Linked DNA regions of Mus musculus: region 1 is linked to region 2. The links are chromatin contacts, called in public promoter capture Hi-C maps. All regions are on one chromosome and are shown on one strand. The core of a region is the stretch at or near the end of the contact, and the rest is flanking DNA. Distances in the headings are between cores, read along the strand shown. Region 1 holds the start of Mycn (v-myc avian myelocytomatosis viral related oncogene, neuroblastoma derived). Region 2 holds the start of Ttc32 (tetratricopeptide repeat domain 32).

Region 1 (5,042 bases), core at 148-2,647, 3.9 Mb after region 2:
AGTGCTTCCTTCCCGTGGAGAGCAGCAGAGTCGCGCCAACCTCCAACTCTACAACCAATAGGCAAACCAAGAGAGAATGAGCCAAAGGGGTGGGTTGGTGGGGACAGGCAGTGGGAGCCCCCAATCTCTTCTGCAAGCTCCCCACAGCTCTGGAAGGTGGGAGAAAGTTGAGCGTCTCCCCTACTCCCTCCTTTTGTGTACAAGCTGTCTAAGACTGGGAGTGGGAGGGGGCTTGCAGATGCAGGGGGTGGTGTGGCTCTCTGCAACTTTGGAAACTGCCGTTTCATTCACACAAGGCACTGCCTGGGGGAGGGGGGCTGTTCAAGCTGCAGATCTCAGCTCTTACTAGCGCGACTACCCCACTTGCACTAGTTGCTTAAAGGAAGTCCTTGCTCTCTAGCCCAGCTACCAGGCATGGGATTGAAGTACCTTTCATTCCCCTTTTGCAGAAATGCGATCACGGGAGCGCAAACGCTAACGGGGTTCAGGAAACTTTATTAATTATTAAGGGCCTTTCTCCAGTCAGACCAACAACAGGCAATTACATACAACCCTCTCCACCTAGACCTAGAGCCTCAATCTTGGCAGATACCCTTGGTACTCATCGCTGCCTATACCTATACCCTTTCCATTCCCCTTCCTTCAGAGACCTCAACCTCTTCAACAGGCGGGGGGAAAGGCTGAACCCCATCCCTAGGAATGGTGCAGGGTCGCCGGCGAGAATCGCGTCTCCTAAGCCGGAGCAGCCGTGACCTACATTATCACTCAGGCACCTAGCTTCGCCTAACCCCTTTTCCTTCTTTCCCCGCGGCACCTTTTGGAGAACCCCAGCTTGGGGTGGGGACGCACCGGTTCCCAGTCACCTCACACTCAGACAAATCTTGTGGAGCCGGGCGAATTTCTTTTCGCTAAAGCTATTTCTCTGCCTGGGCCAGGGCTGTAAAAGGGATTAGGGCGGGTCTCTTCCAGCCAGGGTGCCTTCGGGTGCTGAATAGGCTTTTCAGGAAAAAAAAAAAAACAAAAAACCCAGATGGTTTTGTTTCGGAAGCAGACGCGGTGTGTTGCCCCCTTACCCCCTCCCCCAGAAAAGCCCGGCATATTTGGGTGCAGGGTGCGGAGCCGCGTCCAGGGGCTTGCCTAGCCGCAGCGCTCCGCCGTTCCCCGGGCGCTCGAAGCTTCGCAAGTACCGCTTCTTACCTCCCGCAGACTGCCGGGGATCCGGAGGCGACTCGGGGCTGGGGTCTCCGGGTGGGCTGAGGGAGCGGCGGCGGGAGGGGGTTGTCCTCCGGCGGCTGCAGTGTGTGCGCGCTTACGCCTGGCTAGCGCTCGTTCGGCTCCAACCCAGTTCCCAGGAGCCCCCCGCATCCACCCAGCGCGTCCAGACAGATGACTGTCACTGGCTGCGCTTTGAAGCTCGGGGGATATTATTAACTGAAAAAATCTGACACACCCGGGGGGCGGGGAGAGAAGGGGGCTGTGGCGCAGACGAGGGGGAGGGAGAAAGGCAGAGGCAAGAGGCTTTTCCCCGCCCTCTTGATTTCCATAAAAATCAGGGGAGGCGCCAAAGCCTTTCGCGCCAAAAGCCATTTGCTTTTCTCTTTTTTTCCGACTCTCTCTCTCTCTCTCTCTCTCTCTCCCTTCCCTCCTCCCCTCTTCTCCTCTCCCCCTCCTCCCCTCCTCTCCTCTCCCCCTCCGTCCCTCCCTCTCTCCCCCTCCCCCCTCTCGTTTTTCAGACTGCAAGCAGCAAAGCTGGGAAACCCGAGGAGTGCTTCCCCCTCCCTTTTGGACCCCCTGGCTTGCACCCGCTGCACTCCGTGTTTTTTTTTTTTTAAAGGTCGCTGGGTGTGTTCTGGGAATGGGAAAAGAGGTTTCTAGCCCAGTCCCTGCGTGGACTGCGCGCGAGTGTATGTTTGTGTGAAAGATGAGCTCCAGGCTAAAGTGGAACAAGGCCTGGTCGAGGGGCTGTTCGTGTGTGATCTCGAAGGAAGGCGACACAGGAGTGCAAAATGGGAGGCCGAGGACGCGCCCACGTAGAAACAGACCGCAGGAGGTTTCTAGTTTCAAATTGAAAGGAAGGGGCGCCCCCCTTGTTTGAAAATAAATAAGTGCGGGCTACGAGGGTGGCGCCTTACCGCTTTCTTCGGCCGAAGGCGACACCTCGCGGAGACCAAGCAGAAAGCGGAGCCGCACCGCCCAGCCTCGGAGCCCGAGTGGGGCCACCCCCGCGAGACAATTAGCGAATCCTTGCTACCGCGGAAGGGATTGTGAAACGCGTGGAGGGACGTCCCCTGAAGTCGCGCCCACCGTTCCCAACAAAAGCCTTTCCGAAGCCAGGGTTGAATTACGGACCGCTGCTTTCCTTGCCCAAATCACTGACTGCTCTGTATACCTCGAGTTCCTACGGATGGTGACATCAAGGAAAGCCATCATTAATTTGGCCTCTTTGTGTCCCATTTGCCTCACTTACGAGCTGGCGTGAACAGAGAGAGCGCGACATCTTATTTAGACTAGAGCAGGGTGCGTGTATTCTTTCCTCACAGCCGTGGGCACATTTCCCTCCCTCCCCATCCCACAGCGTCTCACTTCTGTCTAGGCAAGCATGCTAAAAGGTTTGTTTCCTAAATGTGGGGCTAAAAATAAATGCTCTTGCCCCACAAAACTTTCCAGGAGTAACCTGGGTCCCTGGGTGAAGCCCTTTTTCAACACACATTCTCAGTAGGGTGGGATTTATCCTTAAACCCTTAAGCTTGTTTGTGGGGAAGCGTCTCCATTTCCCTCTAAATTGAAAATGACACCCCTCATTCACCTCCAGCGAGGAAGAAGAGAATGCCTAGAGAGTCAAGGTCAAAATGTGTATTAGCATGTGTGAAAGTCTTCCCATCTGTCCCCGAATGCCTACATAATTCTGGGGACTGCGGCAGGTTCTAGGAAGTAGCCGTGAATGAGGGTGAGCCACCCTTCCAAGGCCTTTCTTATTGGGCTCACATATGTAAAACCCATTACCTTTGCAAAAGCCTTTAACACCCTCATTTTCACACCCCTGGCCTCTTCCAAACCGAGACCTCCCGCTGAATTCTCCCTCAAGATGCTGGCTCTCTGAAAACTTTGCCTCAGATTGTAATTATACATACACAGCAGGGGCTGTATGGTAAGTGTTCCTGGATGCCGCTGGAGGTAGGCTCCATTGAAAGGAACCCTTTTAGACAGCCAGATCTGGCAGGTTAGTTTTGTTTATTAGTGGCACAGTGGGGGAGAGATAGGTGTGGCTCCCAGAACCTTTTCTTTTTGTTGTTGCTTTGGGGGGGGGGGGAGGAGAGGTGTTTCTGTTTGTTTTTTGAGCCGAGGTCTCATATAGTCCAAGATGACCTTGAACTCTATTTTTATTGAGGAGGATGACCTTGAATTGATCCTCTTGCCATTACCCAAACTCTGGGACTACAGGTCTGTGCCACCACATCTGGCTTCTAGAATCTTCCTCAGAACTTCAGCAGCGGACACGTAAAGGACACTTTGACCAGCCTACTAGAACTCCCTCAAGCAGCAGGGGACTGGGAAAGTCGGCTAAGATGGCCTGGTTAGTTATGGATAAAGTTCTCTCTCCACACCTGTGCTCTTCACTCTGCTAAAAGATAAGATGTTTCAGAAAAGAGGGGACAGAGAGAAGGTGACCTGGTTACTTGCTCTATATGCCTCTGAGCAAATCGTTTATCTTCCTTGGACCTTAATCTCTAATCTCCGGCTCTTAATGCAAACCAGCAATTACTGAAATTACCAGCAAGTCTGAATCTGAAGGTTAGCAGAATGATAAAAGTCAGAAAGTATTTATTGGTACCTTCATTGGCAGGTGGAAAGATAAAAGGCTGTGCATAGAGAAAAATTACCTAATGCCCATTCTTGGTGGATTTGCCCAGAAACCCAACTATTCTTCTTACAAATAAATGTTGACGCACTCACTTCACGATTCCAAGGGGCACACACACAAATGAAAGGAGTCTTTGGTGGTCTTCGAAACCAAGACTTTGTTCACATCTTAAGACCCAATGTGGACCAGGACAACAGCTTCATGGACCTCACCTACACTAGAAAAAATAGACACACACCCAACAGGAATGGCTCCTTTAAGAATTAAAGAGTGGATCTGGTTTATAAATAAAATGATGGGGGGATGTTGCATTACTCTTCCTTCTTTCCTTCCTTCCTTCTTTCCTTCCTTCCTCCCTCCCTCCCTCCCTCCCTCCCTCCCTCCCTCCCTCCCTCCCTTCCTTCCTTCCTTCCTTCCTTCCTTCCTTCCTTCCTTCCTTCCTTCCTTCCTTCCTTCCTTCCTATATTTCTTTCTTTACCAAATGAAATAAATAAAGACAGCTCACAGGTACACAAACCCAGGAGGATTTAATCCATCATGGTTAGTAGACCAACAACCTCATCCAGCTTTTGGGTTTCTTCTGGGACTATTTTACTGAGTCCAAATTTCTCCTGCCCAAATAAAGGCACAGTCCCTTGTGGTACTGTACTCCAGCTCTCGTGAGGCTGAGGCAGGGAGTCCGAAGTCATCCTGGACTATACCACAAGACCCAGGCCCAACAAAATAAAGGACTTGTAATTTTTGCTTAAAATAGTTGAAAAATCCCTGGGACCCAGTTGGTAAGCTAGCTCAGGTGGTAAGGACCCTTTCCTCTATGTCTAACTGCCTGAGGCCCCATGCACGTGGTGGAAGGGGAGAAAAGACTCCTGCAAGTTGTTTGCTGATCTCTGCATGCATTCTGAGGCAAACAGGTCAACACATATACATACTAAAAAAAAAAAAAATCCTGCAGATTAATTGACTTTATTTTTTTAAAAAGTCGGGGATAGGGGAGGACGATGAGGAAGTATTGTATGAAAGAAAAAAAGACAGAGGAGGAAGAGGAGAAAAGAAAACTTATATTCTGCATTGCACAAAAAAAGTAAAATATGAAAATAGGTTGGCTTTTAAGATTTGACTGCAAAAAGTAGAACTATCAAAACAGACAGATTAGCATAGTAGAAAATACACTGAACAATAT
Region 2 (4,717 bases), core at 926-3,425:
TTATTATCCTACATGAGTGTAGTAAAGCTATATTCATTTAAAGAAAAGTTTTTATGAGAAAAACTTTTAAAAGTATTTTATTTGAAATTTGACTTGGAAATTTTCATTCTTGAGTATTTAGAGTAGAGTAGACAGACCAATCACGTATTTTCACGTCTAATTGTTTTCTCTCTTATTTTTACAGCGGGGAAGGCAAACTGCCGACCTGTATCGCCACTGGCAGCCCAATCATCGAGTATCAGTTCTGGGTGTGCAAAGTCTGCAAGCACTACGTCCTCGCCCAGGAGATCAGCAACTACAACTTTTGCCCTTTATGCCACAGCTCGGTAGAATAAAGGAAAGAAGACTCTCAGTTGTACAGTGCTGGAAGCACACACGCTTCTCTGCACCCGACTGTGTCGTAGAGCTTGATTTCCTAAGGATTCATAGGAAAATCACCTCATCATCTGCTAGTTGTATTTTTGTATAAAATATATATTACAAAAGAAAATAAAAGTAAAGGGAGGGCTGGCATGTGCTCAGTGGTAGCATGCGTTCCAAGCCTGCGCAGGTCCTGGGTCCACTGTCAGTACTGGAAAAAAAAGATAATCCATACATCACAGTGCAACCAAGAGACAGTTTGATTCTTTTCACATAAGATTTACAGGTGTGAACTAATTTTTTTGTAGTTCCTGTCTGTTCATTTACCATTTATATAACTTATAGTTTGTGGCAAATTACCACAGAACTAGTTCTCTCTTGCCAAGGTTACCAGTTGGTTAGAGACCCCTTGGGAGGTAGCTGGGGATGGCAGAGGGTAGGAGGGGCTGCCTTGAAGCAGAGAACAGACATGACCTGGGTTCAGGGAGGCTCAGCAGCGGCTTAGGACATGAGCTCTGTTTCTACTTAAGGTTAAATTTCTGTATGTTCATAAATGAGGAAATGGCATTTTAAGACTTTTTATTATTTGAAGTTTTAAAGACTACAAGCCTCATTCAAGAGGAAGCATTTGGTCTCTTTTCTTTGTAATAAACATGAATTAACTGATTTTGAGTAATGCTGTAGTTATCATCAAGCTTATCCCGAGCTATGCCATGGTTCAGAGTACTCTAGTGGCCTAAATGTGACCCCAGCAGCCACAGCATGCACTAATGTGGCCGGTCCCAGCATTCTGGTAAGCAGTGTACCTGCACAGGCACTGCCGACCTCTCTCATCTGCCATACACAGCTCATTATATTTTGCTGAAATGTACTTTAAGATCACTTTTCTGACCGGGCAGTGGTGGCACATGCTTTTAATCCCAGCACTTGGGAGGCAGAGGCAGGGAGATTTCTGAGTTCGAGGCCAGCCTAGTCTACAGAGTGGGTTCCAGGACAGCCAGGGCTACACAGAGAAACCGTGTCTCGAAAAAACAAAACAAATCACTTTTCTTTATTCTCAGAGCTCAGATCAAAAGTTTTTCTGAGACATTATTTGAAATAAACATGAAAACAAATTCTGAAGGGAAAAAAGGACGTTTATCCCATGTTTCCTTCCACTATAATGTAGGGAAATGTGGCATTTGCATTGTCTTCACATCCACAGACACATCCTCGGACACACACAGAGACATACACAGAATATATATCACATGGGAGAAAAAGCTAAGTCTTTTTAGGAAAATATACAGTGACTGAAGTGGCAGAGAATTGTTACCATAGAGACTACAGAAAGTTCACACTCAGAAACATGGACAAATTTGTTTCAAAGTAACAGAATATTAACTCTGTTGCCATAGCTCTAGACGCTTATTTTGGGTATCTAAAATGAAAACAGCAATATTATGTTGCCCTCTACTGTCTGCTTCTATAATTATTTTCTAAAAAAAAATTTTTTAAAGACTTCTTTATTTACTATGTATACAGCATTCTGCCTGGATATATGCGCACCACCACCGCCCGGCCATGGGCACTGTCTGTCTGTCTATCTATCATCCATCTAATCTAATCTAATCTAATCTAATCTAATCTAATCTAATCTAATCTAATCTAATCTAATCTAATCTAATCTAATCTAATCTAATCTAATCTAATCTAATTATGTATACACATGTCACAAAGATTTAAATTCTCTTAATTTCCCGCGAACGGCGTCAGGCGCTACCAGTTGTCTCGCGATACTACGGGTCTTCAAACAGGACAAACGTCCTTTTCCTTTAGCCAACGAAGTCCCGTGAGCGGTAGCTGTGGTTCCGCTTCCACCCGGGTGAGGCGGTCATGGCCTTGCGGCCAGGCCGAGAGGGCGGAGAGAGCTCGGCCGCCCTGGCCACGGCGCAGGCTCGCTTCTCCAGGGGCGAGTTTGCCGAGGCCCGGGAGCTGTACTCCGCCTTCATTGGCCAGTGCGCGCGTCACGGGAGGTAACTATCGCGAGAGCGGGCTGGGCGCGTGGGTGGTCCCCGAGCCACGCGCGGACCGCGGAGTCCTGGGCTGCCGCTTGGTTTCCCCAGAAAAGATCCCCTCCGAGCCCTGTCCTTCGGGGAGGGGACGCCTTGGTCTCCGCAGAGGCCCAGGCGGCAGGAAGCCGCTGTTCTGGGCAGGGAAGGTGGTCGTCCTCGGAACCACAGCGACGCCTTTGTGTTCCGGACGCGAAGGTTCCGGTTCAGCACCCGCTTAAGCTAAGCACAGTCGCTGCACCCAGCTGTCCCGTTAGTGTTTACCACGACGTCACAGCACACTCCTGAAGTTAAGGGTTGTTAATGTGACACCGCTAGAACATCACAAGAGTCCTTTCTGTAGAATATCAAGCCAGCGATGAAACGTTTATTGCCCAGTACAGTTCTTTGTTACTTTGATATTTGAGTTCGAGCAGCTTATCAAGATGTGCACTCTGACCCCTCTATTCCCACTACGCTTTGAGTCTTTAGAAAACGGGGTTGTATGTCGAGCCAAAATCTGATAATTATAAAAATTTTGACATTTAGGGGTCTTGGTTGCATTCTGTTTTCTGCCAGTTAAGGAATTAAAAGGCAGTAAAACTCTCAAGCCAGGCAGGTAGCAGCGGAGGAGGAGGAGGTGGTGGAGGAGGAGGAGGGTGCCACGACTAAGTACAGCTTATGAGAGAATCCGCTAATGAGGAAAGGTTTCCTAGGGGTGAGAAAACTTGAGTGGGCAAACAGATAAAACCCTCGGCAAAGCGGAAGAGGATTTCAGGAACCCGCAGATCCACTCCTTTGAGGGTTTAAGGAACTGAGGGTTGGTCAGTTTGAGCACAGAGCCCTAAGCATGTCCGATCCAGCTTTGAACTTGTGTAGTAGTAGCATAGCAGAGCCATCAGCGGGGGTGGGGTGGGGTGGGGGGCTCTATTGGTGAAAAAAAAGTAGAAAAGCCTTTTTAGGCTGCCGGGTTTTTGTTTCCGGTCAGCCGGGTCAGGAAGAAGCAGGTCAGGTTGGCAGTTCACTATATTTATTATCTAGTCTCAGCTCCTCTCTTGATACATCTGCTTATCAGGGAGTCTTACTCTTAGCCCCTCCGTATTGTTTGTCCCAATGTCTCTGTATTGGTTGTGAATTGGTCGTTAAACCGGGAGAATCGATCCAACTCTGCAGGTTCACAATTCCACTGTAATAGAGTGAAGTCTTTTACTCTTTGTGATATTCACAGCCTGGCTATCTTCTGTGCTAATGCCTGCACATGTAGCATTAGTTACTTCAAGATTTGCCTTTGTTGCGCTTATGTAATGTGTGGAGTGAACACAGAGAAACAGAGAAACTGGGAATTTCTCTCTCTCTCTCTCTCTCTCTCTCTCTCTCTCTCTCTCTCTCTCTCTTTGTGTAGCCCCAGCTGTCATGAAACTCCCTCTACATACCAGGCTGCCCTTGAATGCAGAGATCCACCTGCCTCTGCCTCCCAAGTGCTGAGATTACAAGCTGTAGTACTGGACCTGGAAGATCTTTATAGTAGACTGCAAGCTTGTCTTTGCATGAGATCTAATACAGAAGACTATTTGTTTGTAAGACTTAAATGGAATTAAGCCAGAGAGGCAAAATTGCTTTTTCATTTTAGTACTACATTATCATAAAAGTTAACAGAAATTTCTTTTTTTTTAATAAAGTGTTTTTGTCTTTGATAATCCTCACCTCCCACTACTCACCTTAATTCCTCTCGCCTCTACCCCCACTTCCCTTCCCCCCCCTTTTTTTTTTAAAGTTACCAAATCCCATGTTGTGCTGCCCCAGTTATTCATAGATATGTGGCCATACAGGAGGGTGTTTGACCTACCAGGGCCATACTTGGTTTGACATACCAAGTGCAGCACTGTGACAGCACAGTGGAGCAATGTGATACCACAGTGGAGCACAGTGACACCAACTTGGAGCATGAAACAACACAGTGGAGCACTGTGAAAACACATTAGAGCATGTGACACCACAGTTTAGCACTGTGACACCACAGTGGAGCACTGTGACACCACAGAGCAGCACTTAGACTTAAGAAAGCTAACTCTCCCTCCCTTCCTCAGATGCCCTTAACTGTTCGTAGCTCCTCTAGGATACCCACTCCCACCCAGCTCCATGGAGTGTTTACTGACTTGATCTCGTGCAGGTCCTGTGCAGGCAACCATAGCTGTGAGTTTATGAGCACAGTGCCCCTGCAATGCCCGGAAGACACTGTCTCTTGGTTTTTGCCCCAGCCCCAGGCTCTTCTCATTTCCCTGAGCCTTGGGGGTGGGAGAAGGGTGTTGATTGGCATCCTGTTTGTG

Evidence for each region. Promoter capture Hi-C pulls out the DNA fragments that hold promoters and counts their contacts.
Region 1: a contact with region 2 is called in a promoter capture Hi-C map of pre-B cells, with 4 times the contacts expected there. The contact joins the promoter of Mycn here to the promoter of Ttc32 in region 2. A contact is called at or near these places in 1 of 39 promoter capture datasets (pre-B cells) and 1 of 484 Hi-C or Micro-C datasets (pre-B cells).

The regions. Positions count from the first base shown.
Region 1 is chr12:12,940,439-12,945,480 of GRCm38.p6, forward strand. It overlaps Mycn (v-myc avian myelocytomatosis viral related oncogene, neuroblastoma derived), which reads right to left and starts at 1,398. Exons shown (of 3, transcript NM_008709.3): 1 at 1,198-1,398; 2 at 1-48. RefSeq lists an enhancer at 2,169-2,197.
Region 2 is chr12:9,027,822-9,032,538 of GRCm38.p6, forward strand. It overlaps Ttc32 (tetratricopeptide repeat domain 32), which reads left to right and starts at 2,176. Exons shown (of 3, transcript NM_029321.2): 1 at 2,176-2,375. The coding sequence starts at 2,236. It overlaps Wdr35 (WD repeat domain 35), which reads left to right. Exons shown (of 27, transcript NM_001159527.1): 27 at 185-1,026. The coding sequence ends at 335.